Regions from separate parts of the Mus musculus genome. Here region 2 is linked to region 1. A link is a contact called in public HiChIP or PLAC-seq data. All regions are on one chromosome and are shown on one strand. The core of a region is the stretch at or near the end of the contact, and the rest is flanking DNA. Distances in the headings are between cores, read along the strand shown. Region 1 has its middle 4.9 kb from the start of Gm4792. Region 2 holds the start of Tmcc3 (transmembrane and coiled coil domains 3).

Region 1 (7,055 bases), core at 211-2,710:
GGAGTGAAGAAGAGTCTGCCTACAAAGTGAACAATAGCTAGAGGGTGGGAGGGTAGGGGCATCACACAGAGACTAGACATCTTAGAAGCTGGGACAGATAACAGGAGAGGGAATCTGGCCTATGGGGGTCTAGAGACACTGGTGGGGGAGGGGATAGTGTGTGGTCCCTTGGCTTTCTTCCCCAGAGCATTACAGCCACTTGAGGCTTTATAGATCCTCGAGGCTGTGTATTTTGCTGTTGAAGATCTACTCCATTGCTGTGCCCTTTCTCTTCCTCTTGCCCTTTCAAAGTGTTTGTTCAACTTCTCTGAGGCACAGTCTAGAGCTGGCCTTTTTGGGAAGAGGGAGTTGAAGAAGCAATGGTGGTGTGGTAGCGAATTTGATCTGGTGGACTACGCATCGGAGATGTTTGATTCTCCATTAAGCTTCCGTGCCAATGCTCAGCCTCAGCAGGTAATCTAAAAGAGAATTTACGGATATGCCTCCAAAATGCTATCTCTCTTTATTTTCATACTCTGTGGTGGCTAATATTGATTGTGAACGGCATAGGATCTAGACTTCTCTAGGATACAAGCCTAGCCATGCTTGTGGGGGAGTGCCTAATTAGGTTAGTTGAGCTAAAAGGCCTCACCCTAAATGTGGGTGACACCATCCCATGGTCTGAGGTCCTGGGTTGAATAAAGAGGAGCGAGCAAGCTGAGCCCTCACATTTGTCACTGTGCTTCCTGGCTGTGGCCATCACCTTCCCTGCCGTGATAGGTTGTGTGCTCAAGCTGTGAGCCAAGACAGACCCTTTCTCCCTTAGAGTGGTTTTGCCTGTGTATTTTAATGCAGTAAATTAATCAAATACATAGTTCATCCTAGTCTTTGAAATGCATGCTTTATGCAGTCTGTTTAATGGCTGTCTCTGAGCTTCTTTAAAGAAAGAATTTTACTAATGTAATTCTATATATTAATATACTAATAATAGCTCCTCTGGGAACTATTACAAAAAGTGTATCCTCCATACATGTTCAATAAATGAATGAAAGATGTTCAAACCTTACTGTATTCTCTCAGCCTATGGGTTTCTATGCTACCTTTATTGTCTGCTTACTATGCACACCACAGTGACAGTTACCATTTAACCAACCCCTCCTGAGACCATTTAAGTTCTCTCTACCCTTTCTGAGGACCTCTTATGAATTGTAAGTAGAGATATGCCCTGATATAAAGGCTTGGAGGACAGTTTTAGGATTGCAGGCTATTAAAAGATCCGGAGATCAGCAGAGAAGTCAAGAGGCTAAACTTAGTCACCCATGATGTAACCAAGACAAACTCAGGATGGTGGCTATGGGAAGGGAGAAATAGTTTTTCATGTTCCTTGCCACATCTGGAAAGTTACAAGCATGGATTTGCTCTACGTGGAACTAAGCATGTGACCAGATGTGGGACCGCTGTCCAGTGGTAGGAAGCAGGGTTTAGCACCATGGATAGCTCCTGGGTTGTGTGTTTAGAGACGAGTCCTATGAGGCCATTAGTGTAGTCATTTAGAGTGAATGCCCTTTAATAAACAATACACAACCTTTACTGAGCATGTGCTCAACAGAACTTTGTATATGTTAACTGTAAATTCCCACCAGCGGACAGAAAGTTTGCATGATGCCATCCAAAGTCATACAGACAGCAATGTGGGAGATAAGTTCCCAACCTAGATAAACTGGCTCCAAAATCCACTACCCGACACCATAAAAGCCAATTACAGCTCAGCATGATAAATGCTTTGACAGAAAAGCACAAGAGAGGGAAAGCCAATGTGCATGAGGGAAGAGAGATGGGGAGCACTCTAGCTAAGCTTCCCAGAGAGGAAAACACTGGAATTACGTTTAAAAGGGTGCCTTTAATCCCAGCACTTGGGAGGCAGAGGCAGATGGATTTCTGAGTTCAAGGTCAGCCTTGTCTACAGAGTGAGTTCCAGGACAGCCAGGGCTACACACACACACACAAAACAAACAAACAAACAAACAGACAGACAGACAACAAAGGGTGTGTTTAACTACAGCCCCGATGGCCCCTATGCTGCCTGCAGGCCTCTGGAGGGAAGGGTTCTGAGGTCAGATCTAGGCTCAGCAACACACTCCTGTCATGGCTTAGTAGATAAAGTAGAGAATAAAGAGAGACCCAAGACAGGAAGGGTGTGGGTCAAACAATGAAGGATCTTGGACGTAAGGAAAGAGTTGAAAAAACAAAGAATTTTAGACCTATTTTCTAAAGATGGTTCAAAAGACATCAAAGGGCAGAATGTGGTGTGATAAGATGCACATCTTAGAAAATCATCCTGAGGTTTCAGGGTAAAGATGGCAGACAAAGACTCCTTTTGCAAATCTATGATTAATCGAGCTAAAACCATAGTAAACCTTTCAGTTTACTGCTGAAAGGACAGTAAACTTACTCTAAATAAGGTGGGAAGAGGGTGTGGTGACTTCAACAAGCAGCACTAACTGTGTAAAACCTCCAGCTGGGGCTGATCTCTGAAAAGGACTTACATGGTGACCATGTGAACACAGTATGGTGGAAAGGGATAGGGGGAGGGGAAGAGAGCTCAGGAGCTATGAAGAAACTGGTCTATCACGAAGCATGACCCTAGGAAACAGGAAGTCCTCACAGAGCTCTCTGCAGCATAAAGACATCAAAACTGCCTCCGTAAAATGGCGGAAGCAAAAGGGAGGATTTGTAGCTGAGGACACGAATCGCAAGCTGAAACAACACTGATAGATCTAATCCTTGAATTAAAAATGCCAAATGACAGGAAAGACATGACTGGAATTGAATTAATGGCAGGGATAAAAGGCTTTGAGGTAATTATGGCGTGTACAAAGGGAAGGCACAGAAGGAGTCGGGCAATTAGGGAGAAGATAATAAGATGTAGTAAGAGAGGAGCAAGAGATAATCAAACGCACGGGTAATTGGTATAGTTAATTGGTGTAGAGGATCCAATAAATGTAATAAAATATGTATTCAGGCACATGATACATTTTCCTAAAATGAAAGAGCTAAACCCACAGAGATGTATCTATATACCAAGAGAAGCAGGCTGTCTAGTTACTTTTGTTGTTGTGACAAAATACCTGTTGGAAGCAAATGAAGGGAAGAAGCATTTATTTTGGGTCACAGTTTAATAAAAATACATGGTCTGGTATGTTAGGAAAGGAGCCACTCCCACTGTGGTGGGAGGAGCCTGAGGCCTCTGGTCAAGTTGAATCCATAGTCAAGAGGTAGGGAGAGATGAATGTTTGAGTGAGGCTCTCTGCTGTCAATAGTCTGGGACCCCACCGCATAGGATACTGCTGCCCACATCCCATCTGAACCTTTACTCACCAGTTGAGTGTCTCTAGCAATGTCCTCACAGACCCGGTCTCCTAGGTGACTCTAAGTTCCAGTCCAGTTTACAATGAAGAGAAACGATCACACAGACTTCAAATGAACATTAAGATGTTGCCTGGCTTTGTTGCTAGATTTGATGGGAAGATTTTTATTCTGACATCGGTGCAATGGAGTCAGATCTTCTTGGGGTGGGGGTGGGTGCGAATCAAATCAAGCTTGTTACAAATATGTCCGAGTAACCCTGGTGCCAGAGGATGATGCAACAGTCTCTACAGAGCTTAGGGAGGAGGAATGAGCCAAAATTATTACAACCAGCCACAGGCAGAGGAAGCCTTGGTAGACAACAAACAACACATCCTCCCTAGAAACTAATATCCAAGCAAAGAGAATTAAGTGATGAGATAAAAAGATTCCATAAAGGTAAGTTAATAATTCCCCGTTGCTGTGACAGAATACCTTAGACAATCAACTTATAAGATAATAATGTTTACTTTGGCTAATGGTTGCAAAGCATTTTATCCACAGTTCTTGACCTCATTATTTAGGAACCTGTGGTAACCCCACACATCAACCCATGGGTTATGACCCCTTCTGGGGTCCCATATCATATATTTTGTATATCAGATGTTTATATTATGATTCATCACAGTAGCAAAACTACGGTTATAAAGTAGCAACGAAAGTAATTTTATTGTTGAGGGTCACCACAACATGAGGAACTGTATTAAAGGGTCACAGCATTAGGAAGACTGAGACCTACAGTTTCACATCATGCAGGGGCACATGGTAGAGGAAGCCTTACTGTGTCCCGGCTATGACCCAGCCCTGCAAACCATGTACTTGAGCCTTGTTTGGCAGCTGATGAGCTTCTGTGATTGGCCAGGAGGACTCTGGTTTCATGAACAGATTAGTCCATTGATGGTTCTTAATTTGGTAGCATTATTGGAAGGTAATATAAAAACTGGGAGATGGGGGCTGACATGGGATAGTAGAGAGCTGGATGTATACTTTTGAAGAATGCATCTTGTCTCCCATTTTCTTCTTCTGTCTGTCTCCATGAGGTGAGCAGCCTCTGCCACATGCTTCCACCACTGTGATGGTTTCCTCTGAACCTACCTAAAAGGAATGAGACCAAGGACTGTGGGCAGATGCTGAGACAAAATAATTCCTCCCTTTAAGTTGTTTGTCTTGGGCTTGCTCTGTGGTGATGGATAATTGAATGACAGGTCATCTCATTCATCTCTGCTGGGAAACACAGGCAGGAAGGGGCTAGGGTACAAATATTTCCATCCAGGGCACACTCCCGGCAATGTTTCACCACTAGGTTCCACCTTCTGAAGGTTCCACCACCTCCCAATAGCACCACAGGGTAGGGAACTGGCCTTCAGCATATGGGCCCATGTGGAACACTACAATCCAAGAAACAGCAGGAAGACACCGAAGAACAAAGGACTGAGGATGCCAGCAAGCCAGACAATAAACACAGGGCAACTTCTGGCTGTCCGTCCAACCACACAGTTGGAGTCATTCAGAAGGCAAGCCACAGAGTTGTGGTCCAGCATTTATATGCTTTCTGATCAAGTGGGGTCTTTGATAAGGCTTCTAGATTCCCTTTTTGTATGACCCCATTTCCAAAATTCTCTAGTGAGAAAAAAGTATTTAGTGATTGATTGATTGATTGATTGATTGTGTGTGTATGTGTGTGTGTGTGTGTATGTGTGTGTGTGTGTGTGTGTGTGTGTGTGTGTGTGTGTTACATGTGCATGTTTGTGTGTATTCATGCATGTGTATTTGCCTCCATGTAGAGACCAGAGGTTAATGTCAGGCATCCACCTCAGTTGCTGTCCACCTTATTTTCCTCAGAGAGCGTCCCATAACCCTGGAGCTTGCCTTGTTTTTCTATCCTTTGATGCCGGCTATGGCGTTACAGATGCTGTTGAGCCAAGCTTTTTCTTGGATGCTGGGGATCCAAACCCTGGTCCTCGGGCACATGTGGGAGGCACTTTGCCAACTGAGCCAACTCTTCAGCCTCTCAGATTGTGTGCCTTTTTCCTTCGGGAGTAGTTTTGAACTGGTATGACATAAAAACAGCAGCATGGATAGCATTTCAAAGCAAGCCCTTCACCATCAGCTAGACAGTGCTTGAGAATCAGGACGGCAGCCACACACAGCACGGTCAAGGCACAGCCTTTGCTAACCCTTTCAAGGTAACAAGACCACAGTTAACAGCCATGAAGAGTCTTTCATCATGGAATCCCTGTTGGACCTATAGCCACCAGCTCACACAGATCTCTCAATTCCAGTCACTGGCCATATTGTACTGTGTGGAAATTCAAAGTATCACAGCGGCTATGAGTATTGGACTTATGGAAATTTCAGTTATGAAAATGTGTGAGTTATAAAAAAAAAGAGACTATTTTTTATACAGAGATTTCATGTGTATTTTCAGCCATATATTATATCATGATGTGTATGATCTATAAGTAGTCTTGTTTGATATACATGACATTAATGATTCTAACTCCAATGTATATTTTTGCTCATATTTTTACCTCTTCTGAATTATAGCTACACTTCTTTCTAACAAATGAAAATCTTCATTTTTAATAACATGGGTTAGTGTGTTGGAATTAGAATATACTACAATTATTCATTTGCTTTATCTCACAGCTGTCTCAAAAGAGCAATACTACTGCTTCCAAGTGTTATATCTGAGAATATTTAAGAGCATTTTTGGATGTACCCTTCCTATTTTGGTCTGTCATTTTTACCAGCTCTATACCTAACTTATGGATTCTTTAGCCATCACATACGACACTCTTCATTTTAATACTCATTTAGGCTTCAAAAATACCTGTATTGTAAAAGGTCTAGTTGTGTTCTTTTGTATAAGGACATGTATGTGGGCATCTGCATATGGGTATATGCATATGAGTGCAGTGTCTGTGGGGGCCAAAGGTCAGTATTTCCCTGCAGCTGGAGTTACAGGCAATTGTGAGATGCCAGATGTGGGACACTGGGAACGAAATCTGGGTCCTCTGCAAGAGCAGCAAGTGTTCTTGACGTCTGAGTGATCTCTGCAGCCCCAGTTTCTGTATTTTTAATTCACATCTCCAGCTCCTCTTGTCTGAAGCCTGTTCTCTAGTAGAACCTTCTGGAAAGGTTCCCGGGAACCATAACCCTTGTTATAGTCAGGGTTTCTATTGCTACAATGAAACACCATGACCAAAAGCAAGTTGGAGAGGAAAGGGTTCATATGGCTTACACTTCCACATTGTAGTTCATCATTGAAGGAAGTCAGGACAGGAACTTAAGCAGGGCAGGAACCCAAAGGCTGGAGCTGATGCTGAGGCCATGGAGGGGTGCTGCTTACTGGCTTGCTCCTTGTGGCTTGCTCAGTCTGCTTTCTGGTAGAACCCAAGACCACCAACCAGCTCAAGATGGCCCCACCTGTCATGGGCTGGACCCTCCCCCATTGATCGCTACTTAAGAAAATGCTTGCCTACATCCTGATCTTATGGAGGCATTTTCTCAACTGAGGTTCCCTCCTCTCAGATGACTGTAATTCATGTCAAGTTGACATAAATCTAGCCAGCACAACCCTAATTCTTGAACATTAATAATAGTTTGTGTGGTGGTTTGAATAGGTTTGGCTCCCATAGATTCATGTGCTTTAAAGCTTGGCCCATGGG
Region 2 (7,043 bases), core at 2,671-5,170, 210 kb before region 1:
CAGCAGTAAAACCCTAGCTAAGACACCTATCATCTCCAGTAGGGACTAGAGTCTCAGAAAAGTTATTTGGGGCCTTGTCCTGGTGATCAACCAGTTGAGAGCCATGTTTCTATCCTTAGAGCTCCAATAGTTTGTAGAAGGTTGGTCTAATTCAGCTTGTATTCAAATGCTGAATTCTGTACCCCAAGGCAAGCAGATCCACACACATCTGTTATGTGAACCTTGCCCCTCCCCCAAGTTATCCATGATTGGTTAATAAAGATGTCTACAGCCTGGGCTGGGCAGTAGAATGGGCAGAGTGAGGGTTCTGGACTTGAGGTCTCAAGCAGGGACCAAGAGAAGAAAGGATACTGGGGTGGGGGTGGGAAGAAGCCACCCCAGGGTAGGTGAATCATGAGCTCATGACCATGAGGACCAGGCTGTTAGAGTAGGAGTGGCCCCAGTGGAACATGAAAAGTGACATCTCAGGGTGGATATCTGGAGGTTACTGACAAGGAAGTAACAAAATAGCACAGAGAGTTGATATCTGCCCAGCTCTAGTGCTTTAAGGCTAATTATAAATATAAAGGTGTTTGTGTCTTTTATTTGGGAACTAAATAATCTAAGGTGGGGTAGAAACCCCCAAATAATATTTACATATTCAATAATATTCAACAACAGTTCATAGCTGCACCCAAGCGGCTAAAGGGAATGCTAAGTGGCATTAGGAAACATTTAAAGTGACAACCAACTAGCAAAAGGAAAAAAAAAAAAAACTGGACTCACATAATTAACAAAATCTAGCTAAAATGTGAAAGACAGACTGCCTATATTCTTAATATAGGTTTTGGTGACAGGCTCTGACTATCTAGGGCATAAAGGAAAAATAAAACAACACAGGCTCTAATTATGTATGCTCTTTCTTTTAAAGAAGAAAGATGTTATGTGTGTCAAGTTAACAAGCATCATTCTTTAGTTTTACAAAGATGAAGTTTAAAACTGTGAATGAGTCTGGCATTTCAGCTTTGCTACAGTCAAAAAAAAAATGCCATTTGTTACATTACAGTTTTTGCTAAGGGGGAGGGAGGGGAGGAGAATGTAGGTTAGTCTACCTGGCTGTAAAAATAGATCTCTGCAATATTAAAGTGGTCCCCTGTCTCATTACCATCTAGTCTCAAAGGCTTAAATACGCCCAGCAAAAGTGATGCGTGTTTTCCCAGTTACCTCAAGGGGAATCTTTTAAATGACGGTTGTTAATCAACAAGGTGTTTGGGGGGAGGAAACTACCCATTCTTGAAAGGTTAGTCACCTCTGCATCCACCCCAGTAATTATCTGCATTTTTTTTTTAAAAAAAAAGCTAGTTTGCCAGAGGCAGGGATTCTTTTTTAAATCCTAGTTTGTTTCCAATGAGAGAGTAACAGGAAGAACTTTAAGCCCTTCCGAGGTTTGGTGCTTTCCTCTTGCACAGCGTGCTTTTCTGGGTGTAATAAGAGGATGCTTTTTTATAGCTATATCAAACTGAGTTCCACAGAGGAGCAGCCAGATCACCTAATGGGGTGCTGCCTTCTGCCACAGCAAAATTGCTTTTGCTGTGCCTTCATTCCAGCAGACTTATTGCAGCCTTGAGGAGGGATGCAAAATTACACCAGCCCCACTAGAGAAAAGTTCTTATGGTAGCTCTCCTGGTGCCTCGATGTCTCCACAGGAAAGCAGACCAAAAACAAAACAAAACAAAACAAACCTAAAAGCAATGCCAGTTGTGGCAGTGCATGCCTCTAACCCCAGCATTCAGAAGGCTAAGACAAGAGGATCGTGGGTTGCTAGCCAGCTTGGGCTACACAAGGAGACCTTGTTTCAAAAACAACCCCAAAACAATAGCAACAAAAAACAACTAAAAGCAGACAGTCCAGAAGGCTAAATCGGGATCACTAGGAGGGCCTTGAACTGTGTGATCTGGGCCACTCAACTCCTGCCCCGCCCCCCTACCCCCCCCCCATGTCTTCTGCCTTCACTAGGTTTCATCTGCCCAGTGGACTAATTACAGAGACTAGTCAGTCCATCCAGCACCTAACTCAGTTGTACTGCACAGTTTACTTGCAAATCCAGTATCTCCCTACTGATAATGTAACAAGTAAAACGTGATAAGCAGGATTTTTAAGGAAAAAAAAAATCCCCTTGACATGATGTCTTGGTCACTTTAAGGAGAGACAGGTGTGGGGAAGACGCTGCAGTTCAGCTAGTCCTTCCATTCCCCAACTGAGTGTGTGAGCACCAGTTCCCACCTCTACCTGACCCGCAACAACTCATTCAAGCTCATTCCAAGTTTGTCAACAAGCTCACCAGCCCCCAGGAGTTACCAACCCTGCTTGCTTACAGAGACCATTAAGTTATGACAACCCAGGCTCTCAAATTATCTTAGCATTACCGTCTCACCTGTGACTGCTCTATTACGTTTGTCCCCCACCCCCACCGGGTTACAAATGTTTTATGAAAAAAGACCTTTCCTTCAGTCAGCTGGGTTCGCGAGTAGTTGCCCTCCCAAGCAAACTTCTGACTGCAGGTAACCAAAACTCTAAATGTTTTTCTTAGGGAGTTTGGGAATACTTTCCTGGTGCACTGTTATGAAACTTCTAATGAAACCGAGAAAGAGTCGGTCGATGCAGGAGCGATTCCACCAAACTCATTAAATTTGTGGGTTTTTTTTTTTTAATCATTTTTCCTAAATTGATTAAGAGGCGCTAAAGTGAAAAGAGAAATGAGGTAAACATGCCACTTCTGGGAGAATCGACTACTGTTTCAAATTGTGACTGCATACCCACATTATATATAAGGGACCCCTGCATATGCCTATCACTTATGGCCGCAACTTGATCTTAGAGGTGGAAGGGTAGAAACTCTGCCCGGTCTATCTCTACGAACTTTATACAAGAAAGCCGACATCGAATCCCCAGTTCCTCGGACAAGCCAGAAGTTGGGAGGCTCAGAGAACAACTCCAGGTGCCGCCTGCCAGAGTGGAGGAGGTGCTGTTTCAAATGGCACTTTAGTCCGTCAAAAGAAGGGATGGGGGGGGGGGTGTCACATCCTTGCTGGACACTTGAGCTTCCCAAAAGGGAAAGTGTTCCTCAGGAGGGGCCCAGAGCTGGGGCTGTGGCCTCCGTCTTTATAGTGAAGCCCTCCATGGCCGGTCTCCACAGCTTGCTCAGAAGAGCTATTTTCGCTCACAGCCAAAATCAGCAACAGCAAATTAGGCTGCAAACCGTGGCGAAGGCACCCGCTCTGCACGGCTCCCAACTCCGGAGCGTCCATGCCGAGATCGACTTTTGACCTGGGCAGCGCGTCCCGGGCGTACAGTGCAGGGGACTCAGCTGCCAGGCAGGGGACGCAGCAGCAATGCAGAGCCCTGCAGGTGGCTGTGCCGGGAGGGAGCCAGACCCTGGGAGTCCCGGGGACCCGGCAGGCAGCGTGCGCTCTCTGGCGGGGAGGAGAGCCCGGCGACACCGTCGTGGAATAGGACTGGCTAGCCTCCGATTCCAGCGGTGGCCCAGCGTCCCCGGGCCGCAGGTTTTCCCCGGACCTTCCCGGCCGGGAGAGGCCGGCGTTGGGTTCTACGGTGCTGAGCCTCCGAGCCGACCCGGCCCGCGCCCTCCCCACGCAGACTCGCACCCCCGCGCCGCCCTGCGCGCGCCCTCACCCGGCTCTTGCAGCGGTGGTGCCGGCCGGGGTCTGAGTAGGTCCGGTCCACGGTGAGCGCCGTGTCGCTGCCCGGCATGTCTGCGCTTAGACTGACAACTTTGCGTCCTCCGGGGCTGCCGCTCCACTCGGCGCCGGGTGGCAGCTGCTCGCCGTGCTCCGCTCACCCTCGCCCCGGAGCCGCGGCCGAGGGGGTGGCGCGGGCCGCTGCAGCTGCTGCCGACACCCCGCGGCCCTGCGCCGCCGCCCGGGTGGGGAGGCGGGCGACAGTCTCCGCCCCTTTCCCCGCTCCCCGCCCCTGCGCCCGCGCGGCGCCTAGACCCGCTCCAGGTGCCGGGCTCAGCTGCCCTCCCTGCCTGCGAACGGGGCCCACGCGCTCCCACGCCTCTCCCGGCTCAGATGAGCGACGCTGGCACAGGTTATGGACCCACTTGAGTGTGATAAAAAAGACGGGTTTGAGCACACAGGAGGTTGCCGGATGCCTTAATGAAATATATATACATATTTCACTCAACAGGCACACTTACTTGCTGGACAGCTTTCCTGGACCTGGACAGTGGGCTAAGGATTCCAGGACGGAGGGGCATTTTCCCATCTAGTATTCCACGGAGCGGCACTCCCACTGTGTTGTGTATCTTAATTGTGCTTGTGTGACTCACTGTGTTGTAAGCTACTTTGAAACCGGGACATCTTTCCACTTGAGCGTTCTCTAGTCCCAGCGAGTGCTCCCTGCCCACAAGGAATTTGGAATCTGAAGAGAAAAAGTACTGATTGGTAATCAATGCGGTATCGGTTGCCTAACCCCCAAATTAACTACACAAGGTCCAGTGGTTTCGTGAGACGTGCCCCTGAGACCGGATTGGCAGGTTTTAAATCACTGATCCTAACAGGCTCAGAGTGCAGTGTGATCTGCCTACAGGGAGGGGAGGAGGTGTTTATCCCCCTAGCTGGCTGAGAGAAAACAGGTCTGTGCGTTGGGTGGGGGTGGGGGAGGGGACCCTCAAGGTGTCGGTTTAGTGGGTGTCTTCAGGCAAAAAGGGATCAGGTAGAAGAACGGAGAGTCGGGGGTAGGGGGTGGGGGGAATGTACTTTCAACATTAAGTTCAGCTTTGTTCTGTGGGTGTTTGGCAAGCTGCTGGGCTCCCTGAACCAGAAGTTGACAAGATCAGGATGGAAGTCTAAGACATCTATCTGATAGTCCTGTGAGAGGCATTGATGAAAGATAAAGAACTCTCGATAGGAGGCCTTTTCAAAGACTGAGGACAACCTGACCTATGTGTCATTCACTCACAAGGAGACCAGGGAACCAAGCATGTCGACTTAGTGGAGTATTAGACAAGTGTAGCAGTTGCGATGGCCCTCTGTGGAGTCATTTCTAGCATGTATAGTTAAGTGAAGAAAAGCAAGGTGCTGGAGAATATAGTGTTCTACCATTTATTGAAAGTGCAATGTGTATCATATCTATATAGAGAAATATAGATACATATACATACATACATATACATAAATATAGATATATGCCTGTGCTTATATATACACAGGGCACATTTCTGACAAGATAAAAAAAAAGCTACAGGAATAAGTGAACAAGCAGCTTAAGTTGGGAAAGGAGAACTGAGCAGCTACAGGGCAGATGGGAGGATTGTTTGTTTATTGATCGTTTTTTCACTGAGTATACATCTTAAATGTGGCCACAAAAGTAGAGTAAATTATTAAAACTTAAAAAGAATCAGAAACCTAATTTAAAGCCACTTAAAGGGGAAAAGAACCTTTAAAATAAAACACAAACAAACACACACACACACACAAAACGCATGCATACACACACACACCAGGCTCAGAGAGATTTTCAGGTAAATTCTTCCACGCAAAAAGCATAGATTGTGATGTGTGTGTGTGTGTGTGTGTGTGTGTGTGTGATTTCAGTTATGATGTCCAGAGAAGCTTTTGTGATAGGCCAATATTTGAGCAGAGCCTTAGGGAATGACTATGTTTGTATGAGGAATGCAGACTTAGGAAGTGAGAGAGACTGTAATGTATGTGATGGTTTGAATGAGAATGCCCCATAGGCTCATTCATCTATTTGAAGGCTTGGTCACCAGGGAGTGACACTATTTGAAAGGTTTTGGAATGTGTCTTCCTTGGAAGTGAGTCACTGGGAGTGGGATTTGAGGTTTCAAAAGCCTATTCCACATCTAGTGTCTCTCTCTTCCAGATGTAGAACCCTCAGCTCCTTCTTCAGCACCACATCTACCTGCATGCTGCCATGCTTCCCACCATGACGACAATGGACTAAACCTCTGAACCTGTAAACCAGCACCAATTAAATACTTCCTTATTGAGGTTTGGTCTGTTGCTATGTATTGTAATGCTAAATTCTGTACCTGAAGTTTTTGTTGTGCAAACCTTGTTCCTTAATATAAAACTATTGGTTAAATAAAAATGGCTACAACCAATTACTTGAAGGATTAGAGATAGGTGGGTTTTGAGTTACCTGGTTGGAGATTGTAGAGAGGGAGAGAAGGACAGGAGGAGGAGGAAGAAGAGGAGGAGGAGGAAGAGGAGGAGGAAGGGGAAGAGGAGGAGGAAGGGGAAGAGGAGGAGGAAGGGGAGGAAGGGGAGGAGGAAGGGGAGGAAGGGGAGGAGGAGGAGGAGGAGGAAGAAGAAGAAGCTGCCCCAAGAGGAGATGGACCATGAGCACATGGCCAGGAGATCCAGCCAGTACTTGGGGTACACTGCTGGGGTAGTAGCCAGGCCAGAAGTTAAAAAAGTAAATTAGGTGTTACCCCCTAGTAATTGTCAAAGCCAAATAAAATGATCATAGTCTGAGTCTCTTCATTCATAAGCCAGACGGGGTTAAATGTAAATTGGTTTTACTACACTTCTTACAAGCTGTGGTCAGTGTGTGTCTTCACAGCAATGAAACACTCACCAAGACAAGCAGGAGTCTAGGAATTTCACACACATGAACATGTCAAGAGACTTGCAGCAGGCACACTGAGAGGAGCTCAAGGAAGAGCAAGGAGGAAGACCATGTTCCCTCGGGGGCACATAGAGGATGAGGTGGGAGGGGATGTCTCAGAGGATGAGACCCTTGTAGGCCATTTTCAGAACTTTGACTTTCATCCAGAGGAAGACAGAAGTTTATGAAAAATGGCAGAAGTTTACGAAATCCATGGCATAATTTGTCTTTTTCACATAGGAGAAGAGAGATTCGCTCACATCATAGATAAAAAAATCAATACCAGGTAGGATTTAAAAGCAAGAGTCTTGGAGGGTAAAAGCTTGGGTGTAAGAGTGGTGGCCTGAATTCAATGCCTGGAACCCATGTGGTAGACAGATTCTCGAAAGTGCTCTCCTGATATCTATACA

The links. HiChIP or PLAC-seq counts read pairs in DNA pulled down with a chosen protein or histone mark.
Region 2: an H3K4me3 HiChIP or PLAC-seq map of craniofacial prominence shows a contact between it and region 1, with 4 times the contacts expected there. The contact joins the promoter of Tmcc3 here to the enhancer-like site in region 1. A contact is called at or near these places in 2 of 39 promoter capture datasets (embryonic stem cells and hippocampal neurons), 2 of 484 Hi-C or Micro-C datasets (the N1E-115 cell line and nephron progenitors), 1 of 115 datasets of contacts at active chromatin or transcription factors (craniofacial prominence) and 1 of 9 other capture datasets (pancreatic islet).

Annotation. Positions count from the first base shown.
Region 1 is chr10:94,300,121-94,307,175 of GRCm38.p6, reverse strand. No RefSeq gene overlaps it. Among named protein-coding and RNA genes, the nearest start is that of Gm4792, 4.9 kb to the right of the region's middle. Within about 2 kb of position 1,460, at least 10 of the 459 cell types and tissues checked have an H3K27ac peak or open chromatin away from gene starts, as enhancers often do. A contact at or near this core is called in the N1E-115 cell line and craniofacial prominence, where this site is marked.
Region 2 is chr10:94,511,734-94,518,776 of GRCm38.p6, reverse strand. Tmcc3 (transmembrane and coiled coil domains 3) reads right to left here and starts at 3,920. Exons shown (of 4, transcript NM_172051.3): 1 at 3,673-3,920. The coding sequence starts at 3,750. Gm40743 (a long non-coding RNA gene) reads left to right here and starts at 3,898. Exons shown (of 3, transcript XR_871960.2): 1 at 3,898-4,089; 2 at 4,189-4,445; 3 at 5,887-6,500.